Regions from separate parts of the Hordeum vulgare genome. Here all the other regions are linked to region 3. Evidence: chromatin contacts called from public Hi-C data. All regions are on one chromosome and are shown on one strand. The core of a region is the stretch at or near the end of the contact, and the rest is flanking DNA. Distances in the headings are between cores, read along the strand shown. Region 1 holds the start of LOC123401855. Region 2 holds the start of LOC123406314 (glyceraldehyde-3-phosphate dehydrogenase 2, cytosolic). Region 3 holds the start of LOC123401433 (pentatricopeptide repeat-containing protein At3g04130, mitochondrial).

Region 1 (4,763 bases), core at 1,584-4,083, 240 kb before region 3:
CTAAAGTGCCGCTTAGACACAAGGGAGTGGTATTAATCAAAGATAATCTAATAAAACGAAAATCGAGAGGTAATCCTAGATGTTGCTATTGCGATCAAACTGAAACAATAAAACACCTCTTTCTTAATTGTCCACTTGCAAAATTATTATGACGCGCTGTTTATATAGCTTTCAACATTTCTCAACCAACGAACATTAAAGCGCTGTTTGGAACATGGCTTAGTGAAGTGGACGTAAATACAGTTGATCATATAAGGATTGGAATAAGTGCCTTGTTTTGGGCTATATGAAATACTAGAAATGATATGAATTTTAATGGCAAGAATTTCAACAACCTTTTGCAGGTTATTTACAGAGCCACAACTTAGAACCGTACGTGGCGTTACCCATTCATGCGGAATTCAGGAATCTTTTGGATATTGGATGCAACCGATGAAAAACTGTCGCACGGGCTATCTTCAAACGGTTTAGATGGCGAGCTATTAACAGGCTAGGTGTATAGGCATCTTAGCTTAATTTTGGTTTCGCCGGATGTGACAGTTTTCATTCCCTTTTTTCAAGTTTGTTTTTTGCTCAAACCGTTAGCTCGTTGTGGAACTTTAACTGTGTTTTTGTACCGTTTTAATAATATAGTTGCATGAATCGATTGATGCAGTAACTGTGTTTTTGTACCATTTTAATAATATAGTTGCATGAATCGATTGATGCAGTAACTGTGTTTTTGTACCATTTTAATAATATGGTTGCATGAATCGATTGATGCAGAGGCCGTGGCTGTCCTCCTTTTCCAAAAATAATAATAATTAAGAAACAGAAGGAAAGTTGGCTGAATATCACCATCAAGAAAACAGAAAGGAAGTCGTAGATCTAAAAGTTGTTTGGTACCAATTCTTTTCCTATCTGGACAGAAGTAGAAGTACATCCGCTTTTGCCTCAGTTTATTTATTGGACGGGGTCTCATGATCAGAGCTTTGACGTTTCAGTATTGTGTAGTACTATCAATCTTATAACAAGAAATTCGGATCATGAATTGTTCGAGCTGATCCAACTAAGAAAGGGAATTTCCGAAGCATGTAAGCATACTTGTAACAACAAGATGTACACTACACGGCCAAGAAAAAACTAAGCAAGATAACAACAAGATGGCCAAGATAAAACTAAGCAAAAACATGTACGTACTAGCAGAAGAGGATGTAAGCAATGGCAGGAAACAGGTTGCTCACCTCCAGCTGCCCTCTCCCAGCAGCTGCATGAAGCACGGTGGATCCACGGATATCAAGATACGCCGGCACGTCGGAGCGACCGTCGATGAGCTCCCTGAGCATCCGCACGCTCCCTCCTCTCGCGGCTGCGTGTACAGCCCTGCTCATCATCTCCAGCCGGAACACCGAGGCGCGACCGCCGGCGCCATCCCCGTCGCGGCAATACGTCGAGCACCTCGGGGACATGGCGTGGTCCAGCAGCATCCTGAAGAGGTCGGCGTTGCGGCCCCTCGCCGCCGCGTAGAACATGTCCGTGACCCCGTACTCGCCCTCGCCGAAGACGAGCAGCGGGTCCCTGTCCAGCAGCTCCTGCACGAAGCCCGCGTCCCCCGCGGAGGCCGCCGTGTAGAGCAGCCAGCCGCCGTAGCCGGCCCGGAGCAGCGTGTTCTCGGCGCCGTGCTTGCACTCGCACTCGAGCAGCAGGCCCCGGGCGACGGAGGCGCGGTGGCGGGGCGCGTGGACGAAGCGGGCGTCGTCGTCCCAGAGCGACTCGAGGCGGCGGATCCGGCGGAGCGAGGTGAGCTTGATGAGGAGGTTGGGGTCGAGGTGCAGCAGCTGGCGGACGATGTCGTAGTGGCCGTCGGCCGCCGCCCAGTCGATGGGCGAGGCGTACCACCACTGGTCGCCGGTGCTCTCCCACCGCAGCGGGAAGTAGCAGGACCGCTCCATCGGTCTCGGGACAGATCTGTCTACCGGTGCTGTGCTGTCACTCCGGAGTGAGGCGAGCTCTGCTCCTGCTCAGCTCAGGCGCACATCACATGGGAGCAGCTGCATCAAAGGTAGAAGAAGATTAGAAGGAGGAGGGAATGTGCTGCATGAGCATGGCGCCATGTGGGTGGGCTGGGCAAATCCATGGAGGCAAATATGGTTTGTTTATTGCTTGTGATCAGATTGGGATGCAATGCAAGCATCTGTAAACTGCAAGGGAGGCATCATGCAAATGAATCTGACGCTAAAGCAAAGGAAAGCACCTTGTGAAGGACGCAGCTTCACCCTCGCACATGAACAAACGAAGAAGCACGAGAGAGCCTTCGACACTTATCAGCCGAGCTGGAGAGATCCACTTGACTGGATTAGTAGGAGCATTATCATGAATGAAGAAGCATTTAGGCCGCCAAAGTGGTTATGCATTCTTGTAATGGCACAGTGCAAAGGTGGCACGCAGTTATGAACGAGTGGGGGAAGGAAGCGCAGACAGACAGTGAGGCAGCGACAGTGACAGAGAGAGTATCGTGGTCCTCTTCTCTGCCCTTTGGAAAAGGAAGTGCCGAGACATCACATGGTATGGAATTGAATGGAGCCTTTTCCGTTGATCAAGCACAACAAAGTGCTCTGCAATGGAGGAGAGGAGAGGAGAGGACAGGACAGGAATCTTTGGGCTGGTTAGGAAAGGTGAAACAGGACCATCAATGACAGTGCAGCTTTTGCACCCGAATCAACAGGACAGAGGCCAATGTAGTACGGCACCACAGGGATTAGGGGGTGGTTTGGGTTGGCAATGATGCGAAAGGGTGGCGCTGTCCTGTGCTGTTTGGGCATTCCTTCGGCTATGGAGATCAGATCAACGTGTTGCATGGTTTGGGGCGTGTTCGGTTGGTTTCCGAGGGCATCTTCACCCGAGTCCCCAACAGCCGTCCATTTCTATTTTTAACGTCGACCTAAAAAAATCCGTCCAATCATGTTTTAGGATCTTGTTTTTCGTCAACTTAGATCAAAATTGATGCCGACAGATCCAGACCGAACCTAGCGCACCGAAGGCGTCAAATCCCTTCCGCGTGAACCCGCCGAGTCAGCGAGACCGGACGTCGCCAAGAACGTTCGTCCTCCTCATCACCTTGGCTCCCGTGCCAATTCAATGTGCCGGATTTCAAGGTCTGGCGGCACAGTAATGGCACGCCACCGCACGTCCTGTCCTTTTTCGCCATGTGTGCACACGGCTCCCGCCTCTTCTTCGTTATAAAATCCGCGCGTCGCCGCCGCTCGCCACACACTCGCCCCCCAACCTCTACTCCCATCTCTCTCGCCTCCACCGCCGGTTTTCTTCCTAAAACCATGGCGGAGCAATTCCCAGGCGACGGAGCGGCCACCAACGGCTTCAGCCGTCGGTCGTTGCATGAATGGGAGGCGCGAGTCCTCCACGAGGCCAACTACCCGGCGCCGCCAGACATGCGCATGCCGGGCGCGTGGAGGCTGAGCCTCGGAGGAGTCCCCGTGCTCCCTTCACCATCCGCCGTGGAACGTCGCGGCGAGATCGCGTGCATCCGGGCCTCTTTGCCGGAGGACGCGCGACATGAAGAAAGGAACGTCGTCGACGACCTCCCTCTGTGGATGACGTACTTTCAGTGCCGCCACGCTGACAAGCTCGCCTCCACCAACTGGTTTTCGCTGCCAGGGGGCGTCACAACTCCGATGACCGTCATCAGTGGTGGGGCGTGCCCAAGCGCATTCTCCACGCTGTCCTCGAGCACATCGAGGGCGGCAACGAGCCGCCACTGAAGTACCCGTCGCCGTCGCTCTCGCACTGGAGCGACAGCTCGTGGCTGCTGAGGTGAATGATGGGGTCCTCCTCCTTGTCCTTGTCCCGCTCCTCCGGCATGACAACGCCGCTCGTCACCGTCAAGGTCGAGCCCCAGGAGATGTTGGTGCGTCGTCACAGCCGTGGTGACAACCTTGTCATAAATGAGGGTTGTCGCCAACCTTCGCCTCCCCGCGGCCACCTTCGACTGGTCAGGCCAAAGAAGGAGAAGGAGCCGCCGACGGCACCGGTGGCCGTCAAGCAGGAGCACGTTGAGATGGCCGCTGGCATGGACACCGGCTTGAAGTGGTCGCGCGACGACTACGTTCGGGAGGAAATGAAGCGCCGGCGCCGCGCTTTGGTGGAGGTCGCCGCGCGGCGTCATCGTCCTCGACGACAGTGATGAAGAGATGCCGATGTAGACCGCCTCCATCCGCAACGGCAATCCAGGACAAGGCTCCAGCAAGGACGACGCGAAGGACGACGACAGCGGCGACTACACCGTCTTCTACCAGCTCCTCGACATGAACTAGGTTAGCGGCGGCGGCATAGTTATTTTTTATGTTTCTTATCTTTTTTAAGTTTGTACAAATTTTAATGAAATCGCCTAAATTTTATCCAAAATTTTCTAAATTAGTTCGAATTTGGTCCGATTTTAATTTAAAGACGGCGTATGGGTGGTGACATTGGACGGGTTGGGGGGGGGGGGGGGGGGCTCGGAACCCGAGCGCTCCAAACCGATTTGGTCCCGTGGAGCGTATACAAGCTTTTGGTCATCATCTGTATGTTGTTTGTTTGTTTGCATTAAATTCAATTAATGTAAATTGCATTAAGCCCAACTCGTATATGAAAAACTGTTAATTTAAGCGTGTGAGGACGCTTCAAATTTCATACAGACCAGTTTATACGTGTAAGTCAGCCAACCAAACGACTTACCATTTAGCCCGCCTGATTGGTCTTAATGGAGGCTACCAAACGCAACCTTG
Region 2 (4,570 bases), core at 1,845-4,344, 170 kb after region 3:
ATGGAGCTGAAATGGTCTGGCCCCGATTATTTCTTTAGTTAATTCAGAATTGCCCTGCTGCTTCGCTAACATACATGGAGCATACATGACCACGACAATTTCATTCATGCAGCGAGCGTGAAGACAGAGCGTAACCGTAAGAACACTCCGCACCAAAAAAAAACCATAAAGACACTTTGCGAAGTGAACGAAATGACAACCGAAAGACACAAGCCAGGTGAGATAACCCATGACGATGAGTGAAAATAACTCATGATTTAGTTCAAGCAAGTACATAATACCACCAAAATGTGAGCCGCTAAGCTCAACCAACCATCAGGATACATCCAATAAAAGGTTTTTTTTAGTTGCCATAATTCCATACAAAAATTTATTCTCGGAAGAGGTTGTACACTCTTCTCTTCTCTGGGGCAAACCACACTCCCCTGTATCTTCATGCTTTGGCTCATTTACTTGGTGCTGTGCATGTGGCGGATGAGGTCGACCACACGGGTGCTGCAAAGGTAGAAATTCACGATTCAGCAAGATGATTTCTGCATTGATGAGATGACTGCAGGAGGGATATAAGAGGTGCCACTAACCTGTATCCCCACTCGTTGTCGTACCATGAGACAAGCTTGACAAAGTTGTCGTTCAGAGCAATCCCGGCCTTGGCATCAAAGATGCTGGACCTGTTATGAGTAAAGTGGAATCATTAGCCAAGTCGGATGAGTAGCCACTATGAAGATATAGGCAATCAAAATGCACCAAAATAAAGTAACATAGTTGTCAAAGTGAAATGGTAAACACCTGCTGTCACCCTGGAAGTCAGTGGAAACAAGGTCCTCATCGACATAACCCAAAATGCCCTTGAGGTTTCCCTCAGACTCCTCCCTGTAAAAGCAAATAAGTACACATCAATACAAATACTAAAATAAGAAACAATATACACATACACGGACGGAACTAAGTACATTGTTCCTGGTTAGCAGTACTCACTTGATAGCAGCCTTAATCTGCTCATAGGTGGCTGGCTTGGCAAGTCTAACAGTCAGATCAACAACAGAAACATCAACAGTGGGAACACGGAAGGCCATTCCAGTCAACTTTCCGTTAAGTTCTGGGAGCACCTTGCCAACGGCCTGCAGGAAATCGAAATGGTGATCCATTGAATAGATTATTATAAGAAATGAAGACTAATGGTCGTTCAGACAACTTATGATATAATAGATGGGAAACGGAAGTGTACCTTTGCAGCACCAGTGCTGCTTGGAATGATGTTGAAGCTAGCAGCCCTTCCACCTCTCCAGTCCTTGCTTGAAGGACCATCAACAGTCTTCTGGGTTGCTGAAATTCCAATTTCAGCCACATTAGTCAAAAGATAAATATCAAATGCTATCAGGAAGAAACATAACCAGTGCAATGCATTACCAGTCATGGCATGGACAGTGGTCATCAAACCCTCAACAATGCCAAACCTGTCATTGATAACCTGAAAAAAAAGAAACTATCAGCATACCATTGCCCAAATTGGTTTTAGCAGCACAAAATGGTACGGTCCACACCTTAGCAAGAGGAGCAAGGCAGTTGGTGGTGCAGCTAGCATTGGAGACAATGTCGATGTCTGACTTGTATTCCTTCTCGTTGACACCACAGACAAACATGGGAGCGTCCTTGCTGGGAGCAGAAATGATGACCTTCTTGGCACCACCCTGTAAGTGGTAACACAGGAAACTATTTAGCACAAATATACACAAGAAAGGTTCAGTTACCATGAAATGGAGACTGTGAAAGAATTTACCTTAATGTGAGCTGCAGCCTTGTCCTTGTCAGTGAAAACACCGGTGGACTCCACAACGTACTCAGCACCAGCAGCGGCCCATGGAATCTCCTCGGGGTTTCTACATAAGGGCTTGTTGATCAGCCTGTACAGCTTACCATGGAAATTAACTGCATGGGAACCAAAATAAATGGTAACAAACCTGCAACCAAACACAGCAACCTCCTTCTCACCGAAGAGAAGGGTCTTGGAGTCCTTCACCTTAACTTCATGGTGCTTCCACTGTCCGTGGACAGTGTCATACTTGAACATGTAGGTCTGCAAGTTGCAAGCACGTAATTCAGAACCATAATATGAACGAGAGACAAGTGGAACTAGCGTTACACTTTAGTTAATTATTGGCAACTGGCACTGAAGACTGCATGTATATAAACCACCAGAGATTACATCTATTTTAAATAGTACCACAATAGAACAATAGTCACTGCGTGGAACAAATAGATTCCTCGAATCCAGAACTGTAAAAATATTCTCCACGGGATGTGAGGAATATAATTAACGTACACAAAAAAGCACTTGCAAAGCAGATCTAACAGTACCATCACAAAACTGATGATTTATATTCAGATGTAGCAACATTCACTAGAACCTAGATTCCAATGCATAACGAGTTAACCGTGCTTGGTGTTGTGGAGCTGAGCATGAGCGCGTGACGAAAATAACAAATCCAAACTATTCGAGAACAGATCTAAGGTGACAGTCGCCAGCCCGTAAACGGGTGTCACAAGCACGAATACACAACGAACCTACCATAAACACCTACAGATCTCATGAGCGAGTGGAATCGAGAACGATACCATGTAGTCGGTGGTGATGAACGGGTCGTTGACGGCGACGAGCTCGACATCGGGGCACTGGAGCGCAACCCTGGCCACAAGCCTGCCGATCCGGCCGAAACCTGCAGGGGAAAGCAAAAATCCATTCATGAGAAAATGAACACACGGAAACAGCCAACGGACAAGCAAACCAGATCAGATCGGGGGATCGAGCTCACCGTTGATGCCGATCTTGATGGGAGCTGCGCAGGGCACGGAAATGCATCCAGCAAAAGGAACGAACAGTAATCAGCCAAAGCACCACCAGGAATCGAAAAGTAGTACAAGAGATAATAAGCGCTCGAGGTGACGGGGTTACCCATGGGGAAATCTGAAGCTGCGGTGGACGGAGGAGGGTCGAGAACAGATCGAGGATTGGGACAGCTATTCGAGATTGCGATGCGATTAGCGAGACCGGGGGGGAGGATTTATATAACGGGGGGTTCATTGGGTGGAGGGGCCCGCAGAGCGGCGCGGGCCGCGGATCGCCTTCTGTTTCTCCGCTACCGGGAATGGAATGGGTGGCTGGCTGGCTGGCTGGCTGACGGGTGGGGTCGAGCGAGGAGCGGGGCGATGGTTTCGAGAAGGTTCCTGTGGGTGGGTGGGTGGGTGGGACGGGGCGAACGTTGGAGCCCATGGAAACCCAGGACCGCTGCTGGGTTTGGCTACGATAATCACGAGAGGAGGGAGCGGTGGTGGGCCATGCCTGCTTACTTCTCGTCCAAGAAGGTGAAACGACCGGCGCCGTGCTTCTTTATTTTTCCTTTTTCTCTCTTTTCTTTGATTGAAAACCCGAGTGCCTAACTTCTTGTCCAAGAAGATCAAACAACCCGCGGCGTGTAAGGCTTGTGTGGTTTCAGCGCCCATGAGCCGGATGCCACATAGGCGGAATTTCAAAAATTCCCTATATATAATTATAAATGCCTTCTTCTTCAAAATAATAATCACTTTCCCGGTAAACATTTATAATAGCGTTTAAAAAGTGTAGTTCAAATTTTGTAACGCTACGAAAGGTTGTCATTTCCCAATCCCCCCCCCTCCCCACCACCTCACTCTCTCGTGATTCCCCTCACTCGGTGTGAAATCCCTAACTCACCCGTGTCGCTCTTCCTTTTTGTCGGCATAACCTGCGCCACCTTCTCGTCCGAGCCAAAATTGGATTTGTTATCGTGGTCGAGAAAGAGTGGGAGGAGCACGGGCCAGACAACCTTGGCCTGCTAGAGGACGGTGGTAGCCTTCTCCTGCTCGACGACGGAGGCGATGAACGACGATGCTCCCCGTATCCCTCAACGTATAAGGAGAAGAGTCGGTACAACAGATGCACCTCCTACTGTCATGAGGAATCAAGAAGGGATATCTAGAGGGGGTGAATAGACTACTTGGCAAAATAAAACCTAACGTTTTCCTAATTTTAATGGTTGGCAAGTTTTAGCAATTCTATCAAGTCTAGAGCACCCTACACATGCAAGTCAACGAGTATAGCAGCGGAAAGTAAAGACATGCACATGTAAGTAAGGAGTAGAGATAGGAAGATCAAACGCAAAGATGAAACACAAATTTTTGACGTGGTTCCGATAGGTGGTGCTATCGTACATCCATGTTCATGGAGACTTCAACCCATGGAGGATAACGGATGCGTGAGTCCAGGAGAGCTCCATCGAGAAGGGGTCCACGAAGAAGCAACCTTGTCTATTCCGTCATGGCTTATGTCCATGAAGGACTAGCCTCACTTGGGGTATATCTTCACGAAGTAGACGATCTCCTTGCCCTTACAAACTTCTCAGTTCAACTCCACAATGAATTGAAGGCTCCTAAGCGACACCTAACCAATCTAGGAGACATCACTCTCTAAAAGATAATAGATGTGGTATGGATGATGAACTGCTTCAAAAGATAGTCTCATCGACACTCAATCACTCTCTCACAGATTTGGCTT
Region 3 (4,858 bases), core at 1,464-3,963:
TTCATCTAATTAAACAGAAAGGCCAAAACAAGTCATGTAATTTCGAATTCTTTCGGCACGACCCTCCATGTTTTTCCTTTGTGCTTCATTCAATAGCAACTCCCATGTTTTATACCTAGGCACTATCTCACTACCAACCATCTCTTCAAACAGTTGATATGCCCAGTCAGTCTCACCCACCCTGCAAAGACCATGGATCAGAAGACTGTATGTATCCACATCTAAACATAGACTTTGTTTATTGATCAGCTCATTCAACAAGTTCCGAATGGAATGGTATTGGCCTCTTCTGCTTAAAAACAGTCTGAGAAGTGGCCGATACGTCTGAAGATCAGGCTTGCAAGAGTGTGCCTCCATTTCTTTCAGCACATTGATGGCGTCTTCATCTCGGTCTTTCTGGCAAAAGATTGATATCATGGTGTTATAGGTAGCCAAACTATGGGGCACACCATTCATTGGCATCTCCAATTGAAATACTTGGGAAGCTTCAGACAGATGGCCCGCTTTACCAAGCACGTTAATCAAGGAATTGTAGAACAATGTATCGGGCTTACAGCCAGAGGCCTTCATTCTATGAGATACACTCAGAGCTTCTTCAAACATATAACATTTTGACAGTGAGGTCATGATCATAGTGTAAGTGATGACATTTGGATGGCAGCCTTCAGAACACATCGAATCAAGAACTTCATCGACCATCCTAAAATTGTGTTGCTTGCAGTAAGCTTCAAGAACAGCGGTGTAGGTGATAACTGAAGGCGGGAACCCCCGGGCCTTCATCTCCTCAATTGTCCACTTTGCCTCATCGATTCTACGTGCACTGCACCAGCCATGGACAAAAATGTTGAACGTGTATGCATCAGGCTGAATGTGCGGACTGAGCACGAGAAAGACCTTACGTGCTACTTCAACCTTCTTTTCTTTGCAAAGTACATCCAGCAGAACATTCATAGTCTCTGTATTCCTCTCCAGCCCCATGTCCTCCAGCTTATCGAACAGCATGACAGCATCCTTCCATCTCCTTGCACCTGCCAGCCTCCTGATGCTCTTTGCAGCTGTCTCGACAGTCACAAGGCCTCTGCAGTGCATGTCAGACAATAGATCCCACATCCGATCAATCTGCCTCATCTTCCCAAGCAAGTCAATCATCCGACTACAAGCATATGCCGTGTGCTTGTAATTGCCACTCAACTGTGCCCACTGAAAAAGACTAAAAGCAGATTTCCAGTCATCCCCAAACTTACACAACAAGCTGTCCACAGTGTTACTTGTAGGCTGAATTCCCGGACAGTCAACCCCAAGGGACTGAACCAAATCCTGCACATCTCCATTGCGTGCCTTCAAAAGAGAACCCTTGATCTGCGCTGCTAATGCTTCTTCCTCCATCGTGAGGTCAATACTGTTAAGATCTCGATTCAAGTGTGTAACTGATGATAAGGATAATCTACAAGGAGGGAGTAATTGCAGGGCTCTCCTGGCACCGTGGCGGCGCCAGAGACTCAGCTGAGACATCAGGTGGCGGGACTAGCAATTAGCCAGCCTGGGTGCTGAATATCACAGTCGTTAAATATAATAATAGCTAACAGCAGCAAGATGAAACTATAACCAACTGCAGATACTTCCTTGAGACCTTCTAGTATCACCCCATGTATTGCCAAGGCCCAGAATCTAGCAACATCCACCCATGGCATGGCGGGGGCCAGCTCAACACAGGGTCTCTTCTGATCGATGCTAATGGCTCTGGTTTCCTACATTCCCTAGTACAGACCACAACAATATAAGATGATAAATATTAGTTCTAGCAAAATATCAATGTGTTAGGTGTAATGATCAGTACAGGTCAACAGCAGCCAAGACAAGACAAAATATAGATGGAGCTCGACCAAAGCGATCTTGACTCTGGCGGAGCTAAACAAGATTGTCTAGGGGGGCAGTGGAGAATCCAGGAAGAAAATTTAGTGTGGGCTCAAAGTTAACGGTGATAAAATTAAACTCCCTTTTAAAAAAAAACATTATCTCTCATCCTATTTTCCAAATTACAACTAGGTACATGTAATATTTACTGGAATATTTCTGGATTTTTCTCGAAAAACATCAAATTTGATCTTTTTAGCACATGTAGTTAAGGGAAGGGGATCTAAATCCACATTAACTGGGACAGCTTTAGGTTCAACAAGAGGAGTGCTTGAACTACTTGCATAAAAACTATGCATGATCATATTTGACCTCTTCATTTTTAGTTTTTTATACATCGACAAACAAATAGTACGTTATATTGGATACCATATCAATTAACAATAGCTAACAGTACATGCTTAGCAAAATATTTAGGATTTGACTGACATGTACCTTGATTTTGCTGGATGCCACTAGCTCGCGGGCGGTGTGAGCGTGGCTCCTGGATCCTGGATCCCGGCTCCTGGCACGGGCGCCGGCAGCTGCTACGGAATCCAGACGCTAGGCGGCTAGGGTCCGCCGCCCAACAGCCGCTGCTGCTTGTTGTTGGCGCGTGGGGCGTGGATGATGCTTGCCGTGGGGCACAGGGCATGGGCTGCTGCTTGCCGCCGGCCAACCCCACCACTGTCGCCGGCTGGCCGGGCGCCCGCTGCTGCTTGCCCCGTGTCCGCTCGTCGCTAGCTAGGGTTGGAGGCTCGAGGCCCGCGTCCGCTGCTCGCTAATGGCGGCTGTTCGTGTTGGAGTTGGACGAAACAGGTCGTCGCGGCGAACTGCATGGGCTGTGGGCTGCGGAGGTGGCTAATGGGCTGGAGGTTTAAATATGAAATTAGTTTGTTCGAGGGCTGGCTTCAGCCTGTTGAAGCCTGCTTACCGCATCGGAAGACAAAGCAAAATTTATAATATCATTGTACTTCCTTCGTTCTTAAATATAAGTATTTTTAAAGATTTTAGTTAGACACTACTCCCTCCGTAAACTAATACAAGAGCGTTTAGATCACTAAAACACTTTTATATTAGTTTACAGAGAGAGTACATATGAAGCAAAATGAATGAATTTACACTCTAAAGTATGTCTATATAATATATACATTTGTATATAGTCTTCTAGTAGAACCTCTAACCAAACTTATATTTAGAAATGGAGAAACTACCAAACTAGATTTGCACGGCTCAACACTTACACGGTTTTTAGGTTGCAACTCAACACTTCTCTCCCTAATAATAAGGCAAATAGGATTTCTGGTCATCCGTCATTTAAATTGCCCCCGAAGTTGCCTAAAATTACCCACCAATGCCATTCGTAAGTCAAAAAAACGGTTCGTTTTTCGAATTTCTGAAATCGGCGCTGTTATTTGTTGTTATAGACACCGATACGTTAGTAGAGCAACAATCGATGAGTAGTGCGATGATTATCGGTTCAAGTCTCCACCCAGGAGACCAGGGTTCGATCCCTGGTTCTCACTTGTATTTTTCTCTCTTTTTCGTGCAGGTCGGGGCGCCCCTGTTTTGTTTCTTTTTAGTTTCGTTTCGATCGTGTGTTTTTTCCCAAGTTTCGATCATACGTGTTGTACTCATCCCATCGTAGACATACCGCTTCATGCGTTCCCCTCGGCCCACATGTATGCGAACCTCCACGTCGCTTGGTTTGATTTTTTTACAAGCTCGCCTGGATTTCTTCGAAAGAATCTACCTGTTTTTTTTCGTGACCCCTCACAATACGGTCGATTTGTTGGAATCAAACACAGCATCCATCGCTGCCTTTCGCGTGATCTCCCATAAATATCAGCTTGTCGAGGAGAGGAGAGGTGAGGAAGGGTGGATCCGTGGAGTGAAGGGCGGATGAACCGTGCGCAAGCGATGCCAATCCTACGGGGCGATTCGTCCAGGTACGAGTCATGCCGAGGCCGATGACATCGAAGTCACGGAGCCAGCTAAGACATGCGGTGACTGCAGCAATTTAAGCGCGGACGTGCGGCGACTGCGACAATTTAGGCGCGGCGAGCGACAGACTGGTTTTTGCAGCCGGCCAGCCAAACTCACAATCGATGGAGTGAGTGGTGCAACCGCCTTGCGGGAGGCTGTGACGGTGAGGCGTGGCGGAGTTGGGCCGTGCGACCGGACGGGGTTGTCCTCGTCGAGCAGATTGTCGTCCCAAGGCCGCCTTCAGGGCTCCAATTCCCTACCGCTGTCAAGCTCTATGTGAGGCTCCACCTGGACATATCTATTCATATGATACTATATTTCCTCTGGCAGCCGTCTGTTCCGCTTGTTGTTTCCTTTCGATCTGTGAGAAGGCCTCGAGGAGGGAGATGCGGAGGTTCATGGAACCATGGAAGTTTTCAGATGGGATTAGTTAAAAGAAAAGGAAAAATTCCCACTCTGCCATGCGGGAGTCAAAGGTGGGTGGGTTCCCTGATGCCCTGGTTGTGGCAACAATAATTGGTGTAACAAGCATGCTTTTTTCTTTGTCAAATTCTCATCTGATCTAGAAATATGGTGCATATGCATGGCTATGCATTTGATTTTTTTCCTCCTGTGTGTTGACTTGATAAGTATAGACCCCGATGAGCACTGATGACCAACGATGCCATAACATAAGATCCACACTGAACTCCGTAGTGCGAATTTTCAATAAGGCATACCATCTCGATGCTCATGGTTTCTTCAGCATATATACAGTCTCTACTATGTAATTCTCCGCGCAACCAAGTTAATTGTACAAGAGCCATTAAATAAATAATTCTTGTTGAACTGTTGTTTGGTGATTGTGTCGATTTGAATGTACAGTAGCATTACATGAACAATGCAAGTTCATTTTACTATTCTGTCTGCAACAGACTATTCTGCCTTTTTGCAATTGTAGAATTACTAAGTTCATGTTGACGAGGCAGCTATTCCAGAT

Evidence for each region. Hi-C and Micro-C count contacts between places; a contact is called where the count stands out from the background.
Region 1: a contact with region 3 is called in a Hi-C map of leaf, with 3 times the contacts expected there. The contact joins the promoter of LOC123401855 here to the promoter of LOC123401433 in region 3. A contact is called at or near these places in 5 of 6 Hi-C or Micro-C datasets (leaf and seedling) and 1 of 1 datasets of contacts at active chromatin or transcription factors (embryo).
Region 2: a Hi-C map of leaf shows a contact between it and region 3, with 6 times the contacts expected there. The contact joins the promoter of LOC123406314 here to the promoter of LOC123401433 in region 3. A contact is called at or near these places in 2 of 6 Hi-C or Micro-C datasets (leaf and seedling) and 1 of 1 datasets of contacts at active chromatin or transcription factors (embryo).

Annotation. Positions count from the first base shown.
Region 1 is chr6H:339,168,627-339,173,389 of MorexV3_pseudomolecules_assembly, reverse strand. LOC123401855 reads right to left here and starts at 2,833. Exons shown (of 3, transcript XM_045095711.1): 1 at 2,234-2,833; 2 at 1,224-2,030. The coding sequence starts at 1,931.
Region 2 is chr6H:338,752,196-338,756,765 of MorexV3_pseudomolecules_assembly, reverse strand. It overlaps LOC123406314 (glyceraldehyde-3-phosphate dehydrogenase 2, cytosolic), which reads right to left and starts at 3,094. Exons shown (of 12, transcript XM_045099798.1): 1 at 2,954-3,094; 2 at 2,814-2,837; 3 at 2,617-2,717; 4 at 1,962-2,077; 5 at 1,781-1,880; 6 at 1,545-1,691; 7 at 1,411-1,471; 8 at 1,229-1,326; 9 at 979-1,121; 10 at 790-873; 11 at 582-671; 12 at 219-495. The coding sequence starts at 2,957. The coding sequence ends at 450.
Region 3 is chr6H:338,925,293-338,930,150 of MorexV3_pseudomolecules_assembly, reverse strand. It overlaps LOC123401433 (pentatricopeptide repeat-containing protein At3g04130, mitochondrial), which reads right to left and starts at 2,713. Exons shown (of 2, transcript XM_045095246.1): 1 at 2,350-2,713; 2 at 1-1,757. The coding sequence starts at 1,512. The coding sequence ends at 10.